3 separate regions of the Zea mays genome follow, and all the other regions are linked to region 3. A link is a contact called in public Hi-C data. All regions are on one chromosome and are shown on one strand. The core of a region is the stretch at or near the end of the contact, and the rest is flanking DNA. Distances in the headings are between cores, read along the strand shown.

Evidence for each region. Hi-C and Micro-C count contacts between places; a contact is called where the count stands out from the background.
Region 1: a Hi-C map of leaf shows a contact between it and region 3, with 2.3 times the contacts expected there. The contact joins the promoter of LOC100283598 here to the promoter of LOC103630423 in region 3. A contact is called at or near these places in 6 of 25 Hi-C or Micro-C datasets (bundle sheath, leaf and tassel).
Region 2: a Hi-C map of ear shows a contact between it and region 3, with 2.3 times the contacts expected there. The contact joins the promoter of LOC100384836 here to the promoter of LOC103630423 in region 3. A contact is called at or near these places in 4 of 25 Hi-C or Micro-C datasets (bundle sheath, ear and leaf).

What each region holds. Positions count from the first base shown.
Region 1 is chr6:161,432,034-161,436,225 of Zm-B73-REFERENCE-NAM-5.0, reverse strand. LOC100283598 reads left to right here and starts at 1,479. Exons shown (of 5, transcript NM_001371952.1): 1 at 1,479-1,670; 2 at 2,040-2,225; 3 at 2,321-2,614; 4 at 3,805-4,038. The coding sequence starts at 1,626.
Region 2 is chr6:161,501,525-161,505,727 of Zm-B73-REFERENCE-NAM-5.0, reverse strand. LOC100384836 reads left to right here and starts at 2,674. Exons shown (of 3, transcript NM_001177273.1): 1 at 2,674-2,805; 2 at 2,961-3,163; 3 at 3,275-4,203. The coding sequence starts at 2,698. The coding sequence ends at 4,115.
Region 3 is chr6:161,657,938-161,661,928 of Zm-B73-REFERENCE-NAM-5.0, reverse strand. LOC103630423 (embryogenesis-associated protein EMB8) reads right to left here and starts at 2,666. Exons shown (of 14, transcript XM_008651478.4): 1 at 2,184-2,666; 2 at 1,988-2,077; 3 at 1,205-1,272; 4 at 1,026-1,123; 5 at 819-908; 6 at 523-645; 7 at 338-415; 8 at 1-72. The coding sequence starts at 2,437. LOC100281745 reads right to left here. Exons shown (of 3, transcript NM_001367270.1): 3 at 3,586-3,917. The coding sequence ends at 3,814.

The DNA.
Region 1 (4,192 bases), core at 230-2,729, 220 kb after region 3:
GAATCTTGATTTCATTGTCGGTAGTAAGGAAACAATGGGTCGGGCCTCGAAAGCCCTGGTTCCCTGGATGAGCAAATCACTCGACGTCATCGAAGGGTTTGGCTACCTGTGGCTCGGTCCTTCAGGAGGTGGCGACCAGCAACGGCGCGTGCCACAACCCGCTTTCGCCGAGGTCGCGGGTATGCTAGGCCCCATCTAGGGTCTATTTCGCGACCTCCTCTCGCCAGAGTCAGAAAGCGAACTGGTTCCCATGTCAAGTGGGATTGGTCGCGACTGGACCTAGGAGTGCCTCATGGTCACCTCGGTAGGGGACCCCTCTTCTTATGGAGAACCTAGAGGAGGCCCCACTAGTGCTGCGATATACACCGTAACTTCCGCCCTGCTTCGATTCGACCTGTTATCCCAGGAACTGTCCTCGGGACAAGGCTTCACTAAGGGCGGTCGAGGTTCCATAACCAGGAGGTGGGGCTGCCACGACGTCGAACGGTGTGACTGCGACGTAGTTTTTGGCCAACACACGCCATAGCGTTTAGCGCCCGCTGCCGCCGCTTGACCTACAGTGGGGTTGGCTCACCGCGATTTCCCCGAGCAAGCTAGAACGTCGTGCCGCCACAACGCTTTTGGACAAACTCCTCGAGGCGAAAACTCCAAGCGAACAAAGGACCCACCAAGGAATTTGGGGCTTCCTCAAACTCGCAGTTTGGCAGCAGCCAGCAGGTCGAATCTTCTACATCACAACATTAGGAACTTAGGGTTGACCGATGCACCACATTCATGCCATCGAGGAACGACGCCATGCTGGGGCAGCCGCCCGGATCCGAGAAAGGCACGGAACGAACCTCGCTCTGTCGGCGCCTAGGGCTTGGTAGAAGAGCGCGTAGCACGCCCAATCCAGAAAAAAGAAAGAGAATACAGAGGGGGCTAGACATAGAACAACTGGTGTCGCAGAGGCCCCTTCAATCCTGATGAGGACCTAAGCCTAAGCCCCCGCCCCGATACCTCGGGCTTTTAGCCACCGCATCCTTCAGGCACCCGTTATGTTTGGGCTAAGCTTATTTAAATTTTAATTTTATGAAAATAGCTAGCTCATTAATAGTACGAGTATGACATAACAAATTACCGTTGTAACGTATGAAGATATTTGCTAATTATTGTCAAAATATAATCTTCTAAGATTGACGATATGAGCGTTTCCTTGCTAAAAGAAGGGTAACTGTTTACATACATGCGCATTTGTTTATTTCCCTAAAAGACAAGGTGTCATGTGCAATAACACTGAAACTGAGTCCCCCTCTTGTCCGGCCGCCGCTGCCAGCTTGTATCTCGTAATATCTTACTCATTTTTTCCGTTAAAAAAGAAAAGCTTTTCATTTTACACCTCACCTCCCCGTCCCACCACGTACAAAGGCGACGCGAGCAGCGTTTGCTTCCCTTTCCCTGCTGTGCTCGGCCTCGCCGCTTCCTCTGCCCTGGCTCAACGATTCCTCCGCTTTTCCTTTTTCAAAATCGCCCTTTCCTCGTGCGCGTGTCGACTCCTTCCTGCTCGCCGCCGGGTCTGGGCTGGGTGACGCTGCCTCGGATGAGGCCGCGCTGACCGGAGCCGTAGCCGGACCACCCGCCCACCCATGGCGCGCCCGCAGCGCGTGTATGAGGCTTGGAAAGGGAACAATGTAAAGATCCTGCCCTCTCTTTCCCCTGCCCCCCTCGCTTCATCTTATTAGTTCTTGAACCGGGAATCTGGGTTGCACTGTTCGGTTCTTTCGTGGGGAATTCCGCTTCCGCTTCTTGCTGTACGGGGTCGTTTTGGTAGAGTTGGTTCGCGTCTGGTCTGTACTTATTATGCCAGCGTGCTGTTTAATACTTTATCGTTCTCGGCGATTCCAGGCACGAACATGAACAGTAGATTGCGTGGGATGCGTGGCTCATGTTATCTTGTTTGCTGTCCTGTGAACCTGTGTGTGTGTGTGTGTGTGTGTGTGTGTGGAACTGTCAATGTGCGGCCCTACTGCATTCTGACGTAGTTCGTTCGCTGTCTGCAGAAATTCTTCTTTGGTGGGAGGCTCATATTCGGACCTGACGCCAAGTCACTGATCCTGTCTGTTTCGCTCATTGTGGCCCCGGTATTGGTCTTCTGCGGATTCGTTGCTCGGCATCTTCGCCACCACTTCCCGGCTTACAATGCTGGATATGCGATTCCTGCGGTAGCTGTAGTGTTTATGATTTATGTGAGTTCTGTGTGCTGATTCCTGCTGGTATCGATCAGTTAGCATTCGCGATATGCTCTTGGCTGAGCACGGATCATTGTTTTCCTTCTGTGTAGGTGCTAGTCCTGCTCTTGATTACATCAGCGCAGGATCCTGGGATCGTTCCCCGCGCAGCCCACCCGCCGGAGGATGAGTTTTCTTATGGCAACGCTTTGTCTGGGGGCACGCCTGGGAGGCTACAATTCCCCCGTGTAAAGGAAGTACTGGTTAATGGGATGCCTGTGAAAGTGAAGTATTGTGACACCTGCATGATTTATCGGCCTCCTCGATGCTCACACTGTTCGATATGCAACAATTGTGTAGAGCGCTTTGACCATCATTGCCCCTGGGTTGGACAATGCATTGGGCAGGTAGATAGTCCTATTTCTCTACTGTAATCTAGCGTATTTTTTATGATTTGTTGCTGTATCAACTAGCAAACATAAATAGACCCTGAACATGTTGATTTCACATGTCTGTCAAAAAAGCATGTACTTTTCATATGAATATGTCTAGATTCCTGGAATATCTACACACAAGAGAAGTGTTACACAATATTTGTTGTTCCTCTGGTTATTGCTTATAAATGCATTCGCTTCGTTTTGCACTTTTCTTATATGGTGTGATGCTAGTCAGCCTGCTTTTAGTTAAAATATTTCGAGTACTCTAGAACACAGGCTGGAACCTTGTTCCATTATTTTTTAAAAAGTACTCTTGACGGCTCAAAAAAAGTAAGTGAATGCAAATCAAATGGTTCAATGCTGTGCAAGCATAGTATATAAGTGCCAGAGGGAGGTTGGAATAGCCTTATATGAGTTTTCTTATATGGGCTTTGTTTGGTGTTGGATTGTGTCACATACCTAGAATTTCAGGCCTTCTTAACTAAGGTTATATGCATACCAATAGTAGTGATGAAACTGTGTGATGTGGTGCTCTCTAATGTCTCCTTCTGAGTTCAGCTTTAGCATAGAAATAAGACAGGTTAAGAAAAAACAGTCATATTGTAGTAGCATTGTAATTGTAATGCACTTGCCACCATTTGACATAGTTAACACGTTCACCTACTTAGTATACCAGACATATAACTGTTGTATTTCCTTGACATAAATGTGAACCTTTGGTGGGCATGGGACATGCTTCTTTACTTAATGTTGTTTGCTAGGTGGACATGCAACATGTTTATGTACTTATTTTTGCACTCTCAACATAGGTGCATGATTATGTTTCTATTAGGTGGAGTCTGACCTTATTCCAGCCTGACCAGTTTCTCAAATATGCATAACTGGCAGTAAATCCTAGGAACTACAGTTGTATTAGTTTTCCATGATAGTTTTTATAAGTTATGCACTGGCAAAAGAACTGTTGAATTCTGTAATCCAACTAAAATCCCCTCCATTACACAAGATCAGCTACTTGAAATATTTAGTTCTAAGTGCGAGGTCCTCAGAACTTTCATGTTGAAAGAATGATTTCTTACAATCTGTAGGAATTTTTTCTTCAGTTTCTCCTTGATTGCCTTCTTTTAACCTGATCTTTACTGGCTCACTTTTACAATGTGCAGCGCAATTACCGGTACTTTTTCATGTTTGTTTCTTCCTCGACTCTTCTCTGCATTTATGTATTTGCAATGTCAGCCTTGTACATCAAGTTTCTCATGGATGAGGATTATCCAACAGTATGGAAGGCTTTCAAACACTCTCCCGCTTCTTTGGGGCTTCTGATATATTGTTTCATTGCTCTCTGGTTTGTTGGTGGACTCACTGGATTTCATTTGTACCTCATTAGCACCAACCAGGTTAGTTTCTTCAATTTGAGATTGATTAGTTAATTTGTTTTCTATACCAAGAATTTATTTTCTTCATGATGCTAGTTCTTTTAAAGTATGTACTTGAAAAATCAAATACTATCCAGAAGTGTCGGGACATGCTTGTGGTAATTCATGTCCACTA
Region 2 (4,203 bases), core at 1,425-3,924, 160 kb after region 3:
TGAACAGGGCCAGAGAAGAAGACACCCACCGGCCGATGCCCTAGCTACTCTCGGAATCTTTTCCAGCGGTCGGAGTGTTGGTGGGCCAGGCACTGCACTAGAGATGGCAATGGGTACCCGCGACCCGATACCCGATGGGTATTTACTCCATTAGGGTATGTATGTGGGCTAAATATTCTACCCGTGGGTCTGTTATTGGGCAAAAATCTTCACCCAATGGGTAAACGGGTATTAGAACGTTCTGCCTTCACTCATACCCGTTAACCCGTGGGTATAAAATACCCAATATAAACTTATCCGAAGCATGCACTTGGACTTTAGTCATCCAACTTTTTTACTATTAAACAACAATTTAATGACCATATAATGGAACATGTAATACACTATGTAGTACTATCATAGTGTTACTACTTTATCCAATTATCTTTGGTGTGTTGAATGGATGGTTAAATGATGCTAGAAATTTTTGTAATGTTATTTATATGGATATACTTACCATTTGTATAGTATAATATTTTGATAGTTGTTTAATTTTTGTGGGTACGGGTGACCCGATGGGTGACCCATACCCACATGGGTATGGGTATGGGGGTAAATTCATACCCGCCAGTGTATATGGGTGACCCGGTGGGGTTATTTTTGTGTCGTGGGTATGGGTATGGGAGTAGTAATACCCGGTGGGTATTTACCCATTGCCATCCCTACACTGCACCCGTCGCGGACGCCTAGCTAGCTAGTACTACGTACGTACGTGACGCGTCTCTGGCTGCTCCAGTGCTCAGCCAGCCATATGCTCCTCGCGTCCCGTTGCCGTCGCAGCGGGGGGGGCCTCCACGACCGGCGTGCGAGCTCCGAAAGACCGAGGATAGCCTAGCGCACTAGTCTACACGCGCTATTCTGACGACGACGACGACGCGGCACAAAGGGGGCATGCAAAGTCAAGTCAACCACCCAGAGTAGGAGTACAGAGCAAATGTGCTGGAGGAGTTTCCATGCATTATGTACTACCCTAAGGGCATGTACAGCCTAAGTTTTTTGTTTGATTTTCTAAGTAGAAGAGACGAGTAAGAAACCACATCATATAACCTTGAGCTCCTACAATATTAATGCAGTTAAAAAAAGTATTTATAAAAATTCACAAAGAGCTTGTCTCTTGTTTTCTTTTCCACTTATCCCTCTAAAGACTCCTTAAAATACCCTTAATTAAAGAAAAAAAATATGTACATCTAAGATGAAAGACCCTCTTTTGTAGCCCCTCACATCCATGACTTAAAGGCCCCAAAAAACAGATTAAAATTTGTAACTTAATCCTTTAATTATTTATTTTTCTTTAATTATATGGATCACCAGGTGATAGATGTGAGGGCCGCAAAAGTGTTTCTTTATTTTTCTTCCTTAATTGATGGGGTTGTATATGCCCTAAAGTTACTGTACTTCCAATTCCAATAGACTCCATCAATTCTGCGCTGTCCAATCAAGTTTAAAGAAACGTCTTGCGGTTGCGGCTCTGCATTCTGTCTGGTCTGGTGCACCTTGCAGTAGTTTAGGCGGCATGGATGGTTTATGCTTCGTTTCGTGCGCCCCACATGCATGCGTTGCTTATTTGCATCGTCCTCTCCTCGTAGCGGAAGTCGTCGCCTATACGAACGGCGCTGTGCCAGCTGAGCTGAGCTCAGTAGTTTGATTTTTTTTTTTTCCGCCACTACAGCCTGTCGTCGACGACGACGCCGCCCAGTGTCAACCCAACTCCCGCTAACCGTTTTGTAACCAATGGAGGTATATGTGAGGATTACAATTTTTTTATTAGGATCATCAGTTGTTACATTTTTTTTATCATGATCGGTTTTCACTTATACCTTGCATTGCACTACCGAAATCAATCGCTTTGCCGAGTGCCTGAAGCACTCGGCGACGCCTTAAAAACACTCGGCAAAGGCTTTGCCGAGTGTGACACTCGGCAAAGAAGTCTCGGTAAAGACTGCATCGGCAAAAGCTTCTTTGCCGAGTGCTTTATCTCGGGCACTCGGCAAACCTCTTTTCCGAGTGCCAGAGAGCACTCGACAAAGAAAAGCGGCCGTTACGGCGCCGGGTAACGGAGACGGCGGCTTTGCCGAGTGTCCCTGGTACACTCGGCAAAGAAGCTGTCTTTGTCGAGTGTCTTCCAGGCAGCACTCGGCAAAGCCTCGGATTCCGGTAGTGTTGCTTCACCAATAAAATCACTCCACCAGACAATCAAAGTACAAAAAAGAAAAGAAACGGGTTAAACTTCCACTTAGGTTTACCGAAGATATATACCATCTTCTGGTCTTCACTTCTGGCAGTACGGTATGTACTACTGCGCGTCCCTGCCACGAAAAAACGAAAGCTGACAAAGAAACATGCTGCAGTTGCATTGGCCTCTATATTCAAAGAGCGTCGCAGTCACTCTATACTCTATACCAACGTGCAGCTGTGAGCTTGTCTCTCGCTCGCTCTCTATACCAACGAATTGGACCCAGTCAAACCCGCACAGTTTTGCATCCCGGCACTCGAAGATTCAGTGAATCATTACTACTCCCTCCATACGCACAGCGCCCCTATAACGTACTATATATCGAGCTGTAAACCGGCAAGCGAGTCTGCCGCCTATATAAACATGGCCGGGTCGACTACGGTTTAGAGCCGCGCGCACGCCTCCAGCAGATAGAGAAGCTTGGAATGGCGATCCAAATGGACAAGACGTCCATCATCGTTTGCTCGGTGATCGGGTCTCTAGGGTTGCTGAGTGCCATCCTGGGGTTCTCGGCAGAGGGGACAAAGCTCACTGTAAGCACGGCGGATCTAACAGCTGTCTCTTGTCTTTCCTTTTTCTCTCTCGATCAGTTAGCTAATGTCATTGATACTCACCACGCTCGCGCTCGCCTGCTTAACCGATGGATCGATGAACTCCGCGCGCTCACGCTCCACGCATATATATGCAGCCATATACCATACTGGTGTACGGCGACGACTGCCTCTACCCGCAGAACCCGGCGATCGGGCTCGGGATCTGCGCCGCCATCTTCCTGGTGGTGGCTCAGATCACCTTCTCGGCGGTGGGCGGCTGCTGCGGCTGCTGCAGGTCCCGCGCCATCCCTTCGGAGACCAAAAGGATCGTCAGCATCGTCTGCGCCGTTTTCTCATGGTCAGTAGTACATATATACTATAGGTTTTGCGAACATATATAGTATTATTATTATCTATGCGAACAAAATGATGGAACCGGCACACGTACGTGCTGCGCGCGCGCGAGCAGGATAGCGGCGGTGATCGCGTTCGCGCTGTTCATACAAGGTGCGGCGTGGAACGCCAACGTGGTGCGGGTGGAACAAGCGCCCTACTGCCCCTACCTCAAGGACGGCGTCTTCGCCGGCGCGGCCGTGCTCGCCCTCGCCGCCACAGCGCTAAGCATCACCTCCTTCATCATGCAGCGGACCCAGCCAGCTGCGGCGGCGACGGCGACGGCGACGGCATCGGCTGTGGGCACACCGAACATGCCAGGAGGGCAGTCGCCGTCCCCCGAGGTAGTAATGGGCCAGCCGCTGTTTCCGTCGGGCAAGGCGCATCAGAACGATTACCCCGTAAAACCCCAGGGATACGAGCACGAGCAGCAGCCTCATCAGGTGCAGCAGGTCCCTCCTCCTACCGACTCTCACCACCCACCACAAGGCTACGCACAGTCCGCTGCGCCAAACCACCAGCTCCCTCCGCGCCCAGCCCCAGCGGCAGCAGCCGCAGCACCGGCGGCGGTCGCAGCGGCAGCCGCAGCCTCGGCACCGAGCGTGCTGCAGCCGGCGCTCGGGACGGTCGCCATGGGCCAGCCGCTGCCGCTGCAGGTCCCGCCACAGTACTGCCTTCCTGTCCCGGCACCTCAGATCGGAGGCGTGGACATTCCTGCCGCTCTCCCCTCTGCTGCTGCTCCGGCGGCAGGGAGCGGGTCCACGCTATCGACGGCTATCCGCAACGAAGTAGTGAGACAAGGGATTAGAATGGCTGCGGAGGTGGTGAAAGATTCCCTCTTTCCTGAAAACGGGGGTAGCGTTCTTTCCATGATGACGGATTCCGCTGGAGGCGACGCTGTTCAGGTTACAAACTAATTAAGTAAGGATATGACGATGCGCTTATTGCTTAATGCTCTGTGCGTTATACCTTGCCTTTAGTTTGCTGTCTGTTCTTCCTCCTGTG
Region 3 (3,991 bases), core at 1,417-3,916:
TTTTAGACCAATCGCAAGGGCTCTGTCATAACATCGCTGCACAAGCTTGCGTGAAATAAATTTGCTGGTCACCTGCATAAATGAAGTGATAAAACAATATACATGTATAATCAGTAATAACCAAGTGTAGCGTTGCGAAATTGAAGTGATAGAAGAACATCATTTGTAATTTGTTAACTAAGACACTGAGGAAAGATGAGTAGGCACAGAAACCGAAGTGACAGTATTTGAAACCACAGGTGTGGTACAATTGATATGCAAACCAAAGTATTTCTGCATACACTTTTAAAATCAGAAAAAGTTGGAAACCCACTAAATTAATTAATAATTAACTAACCAGCAGATCCCAGGGAGAACAAATAGATGCAGCACCAGCTACAGGTGTGTTTTCACCTTCTTCTCCAAGATACTTGACCTAAATGGGCAATATATAAGAAAGTTTCAGAACTAACCTTAAACTATTAAGAACAGCTGCCGTAATTTTTTCACAGGGTGGGAACGGGAAAGAAAAACTAAACCCACCACAATATTGGCACCTATGCTTGTCCCAACAGTGAATAGTGGAGCCTTAGGATACTCTTGATGAAGGAAACTAACAACTTCACGCATATCTGCCGTCCACCCGGCATTGTAAAAGCAATCAGACTGCAAACAGAAAAAAGTAACAATAGACATCTAAATCTTTTATCAGCAACTAATGTTGGTGACAATTCTTCTGGTGTTATAATGTGTATTCAAGGTTAACTAGCTTAAAAAATCTTGGTTTTTTAATAGAAAATTGTGTCTTATCATAAGTTTTGACCTATGGAAGAACTTACTGTTATGGAGATGCCACCAAGACCCCTGTGGTTGCTTACAACAACATTCCATCCTTTGATTGCCATAGAAAAGACCAAGTGCTTCACATACTGCAACAAAGCCCCCCACATCTTGTTTAGATTAAATTATAAAGGTAGCTAAAATGAAACAGAGAGTCAGGGATTATACAATCAACTTCCAGTTCTTGTTTAAACTGATCGACTTACAGCAGCACTAGAATCACTAGTTAATCCAGGTATCACAACAAGAAGGGGTGTTGAATCATCCTTAGAAATGGTTCCGTCAGAAGTGCCAATATCTCCATCTGCAATTTAGCACCAAAAGGAAAAGGTTAATCGTCCATTTGCTTGCTAATCAATCTTAAACTATCTAAACTTTGCAGAACCTTCAAGATCAGAAGCTAGTAACCAATCTAAGGCAATGGTACCGCCATCACGAACAGTGTACAACTGCCTGCAATATGAATAGTCCAATCACTGAGAAAGATAACCACAGTCATAAAACTCTATAACATTGCAGTTTTTATCTTGTATTACAAGGCCCTAATTTAAAAATATGAGGATCTCTAAGGTATATCAAGCTGATATGTGTGGCCACAAATTGCAGAATACTGAAATGAAACAATGGGAGCCAAACATTTCCTGGACATATGAAAAACTACTTTTGCCTCCCTATATACATCATATGTTCACAATAATGAAATACCCCTTCCATTCCAAATTGTACTCCTTTAACTTTATCTTAAGTCAAACTAACTTAGCATAAACCATGAAATTACTTTCGTTAAATTCATAATGTAATATGTCTTGATATGACATTTATTTGAACTTGAAGCGTTAATAATTTTTTCTAAAAAATCGGTAGAGATTAAAGAAGTTTAACTTAATGTGAACTATAATTTGGACCAGATGGAGTACTATTTTCTTTTGGACTTTGTGCACCAGCCATAAACACATAGAATTGCATAGCCAAATTGAATGCATCAGCTAAGTTTTAGTAAAGCATCAACAGAAACATAACAATGTATAAGTAACAACCACTATGTAGTCACTTAATCACTTTACTACAGAGGAACTAAAAAGCAAGCGAGCAACAACACCATGAAGAACGCAACACGCAAATGCTTAATAATATCAATGATGACAACGATTTACTATTTCACTCCAACCTCCGATAGGTGAATGAAGGTGGTCTGCCAGATATGCTCAGGAACAGCGTCTGCAAATGAGGACTCGCTAACCACGGCGTCGTCAGGTACCTACGCAATGCAACATTGGGGGGAAAATCACAAAGCAATTTTTCTTCGGAAGAGGGAGGCAGAGCAGATGTCTCATGAGTCATGATAGCATCCCACACCCGCCGACCTGCCGTGCAGCGAGCGGCACTTGGAGGCGACCCGGTGGTACACTTGAGACTCGGGGTGGAAGGTAAGCGAGACGCGGCCGCCGCGGAGGCCGCGGAGGAGGTCGCCGAGCAAGTGGAGCTCCAGGAACCTGTACAGGAGTACGGCGGCCAGGGCTAGCGCCGCGAGGAAGTAGCGCGTCCACGGCACCAGCGCCGCCGCGCGGAGAAGCAGCTCGCCCGCCGACTCGCCGGCGCTGGAGACCGCAGCCTTCATCAGTTTCGGTTGAGGGATGCCGCGCCCGCGAGCTAGTAGTAATGGAGACCGATCGACACGGAAAGGTCGTCACTCGTCAGCGATTGAGGTCGATGTCGATCTCGCCGCTGCGCTGCGGGCGGTTAGGATTGGGAAGCGATGGGCAGGCACGTGACGTGAGCGGTTTGGTCGTTGAATGGACGAGCAGGCTGCGAGAGCGAGACTGCAGGAATGCGTGCGAGACACGTGTGACGAGACATCTTGTTAACGTTTTTTTTACCTCTCGTGAGTGCCTGAGTGGCAGGAGTCGATGGACACTGGCGCGAACCCTGTGGTTCTCCATGGAAGGTTGGACAATGGTGCGCGGACCCTGTGCTCCTTTCTAGAAAGGTTTGTAGTCAGAATCACTGCCGTGTGGATCCGACTGGCGGGTGCCAGTCTAGAAAACCAACTCAATTAGGAACTAAAACAGACGAAAAAACTTCAATCTCGTTTTCATATCCGCATTTTTATCATTGAAAATTAGATTGAATTTGGAATAGTCAGAAACGAAAAGAGGATGGGATGAACCGAATTACAAAAAACGAACGGAAATAAAATACTAACGGAAATAAAAATACTAACGAAAACTCATAATTTAATACAAATACAAATGGTATTCATGGTTTGATTGACTAATGATTAATTGGTAGGATAATAATATAAAACAAATAGATATAGAGAAACAACATTCTATTGTTGTTTGGTTGCTAATGGTGTACATATAGCTATATCCGATATTGTTTAATACTTTAGACCACTTGTCATTGAAAAAAATCGATGGTTACAATGACCACTTGTACTATAATTTGTCATCTAAAGATACGAGGCTTTAGTTTATATACTAATTCATATTAGACTCTTCTTATATTTATCAATTACGGAATAAATACATGTTCAATCCAGATAAAAGCGAGATCTCACAAAAATTGGACGAAATAAACCTTCCATCCCGTTTCCATATTTTTCCGTAAATATAGAAACAATCGGATCAAATATACAATCGGGTCAAATATAGAAAACGATACAGGTCGGTATTTTACCGGTCCGTTTTCAACCCTAAACTCAACAACATAGCAAATAAGCAACACAAAGCGGACGCAGAGAGGCAGAGTGCTCCACTCCAGATTCAAGGATCAAACACGGACCGATCAAGCACCAAACAAGATAGCATACTTGTCATTGTATTGAAAACATACGCATTGGTGCATTACAAGCTTTAGAACAGGGCTGAGCATGCGCAAAGCAGTATATAGACGATACGTCCCTTATTCTTACATAGTACTGTACTATACACATTCGTCAGACCTGTGCCATACAGCCATACTAAACACAGTCTTCTTGATTCTCATACGCCTTCACATAAGGCCCAAGGTGTGTGTCGTGCCCTGGTGAGTGCCAGACCCAGGACCATGTAGCTGGTAAGTCTGGCTCGGCACAACCTGGAGAACACCTGGTTGCTCTGCAAAACAAACCAACAAGCAATAGCAAGGTTGAGAATAAGCCTAGATACAAGAATGAATTAATGAACTCAAA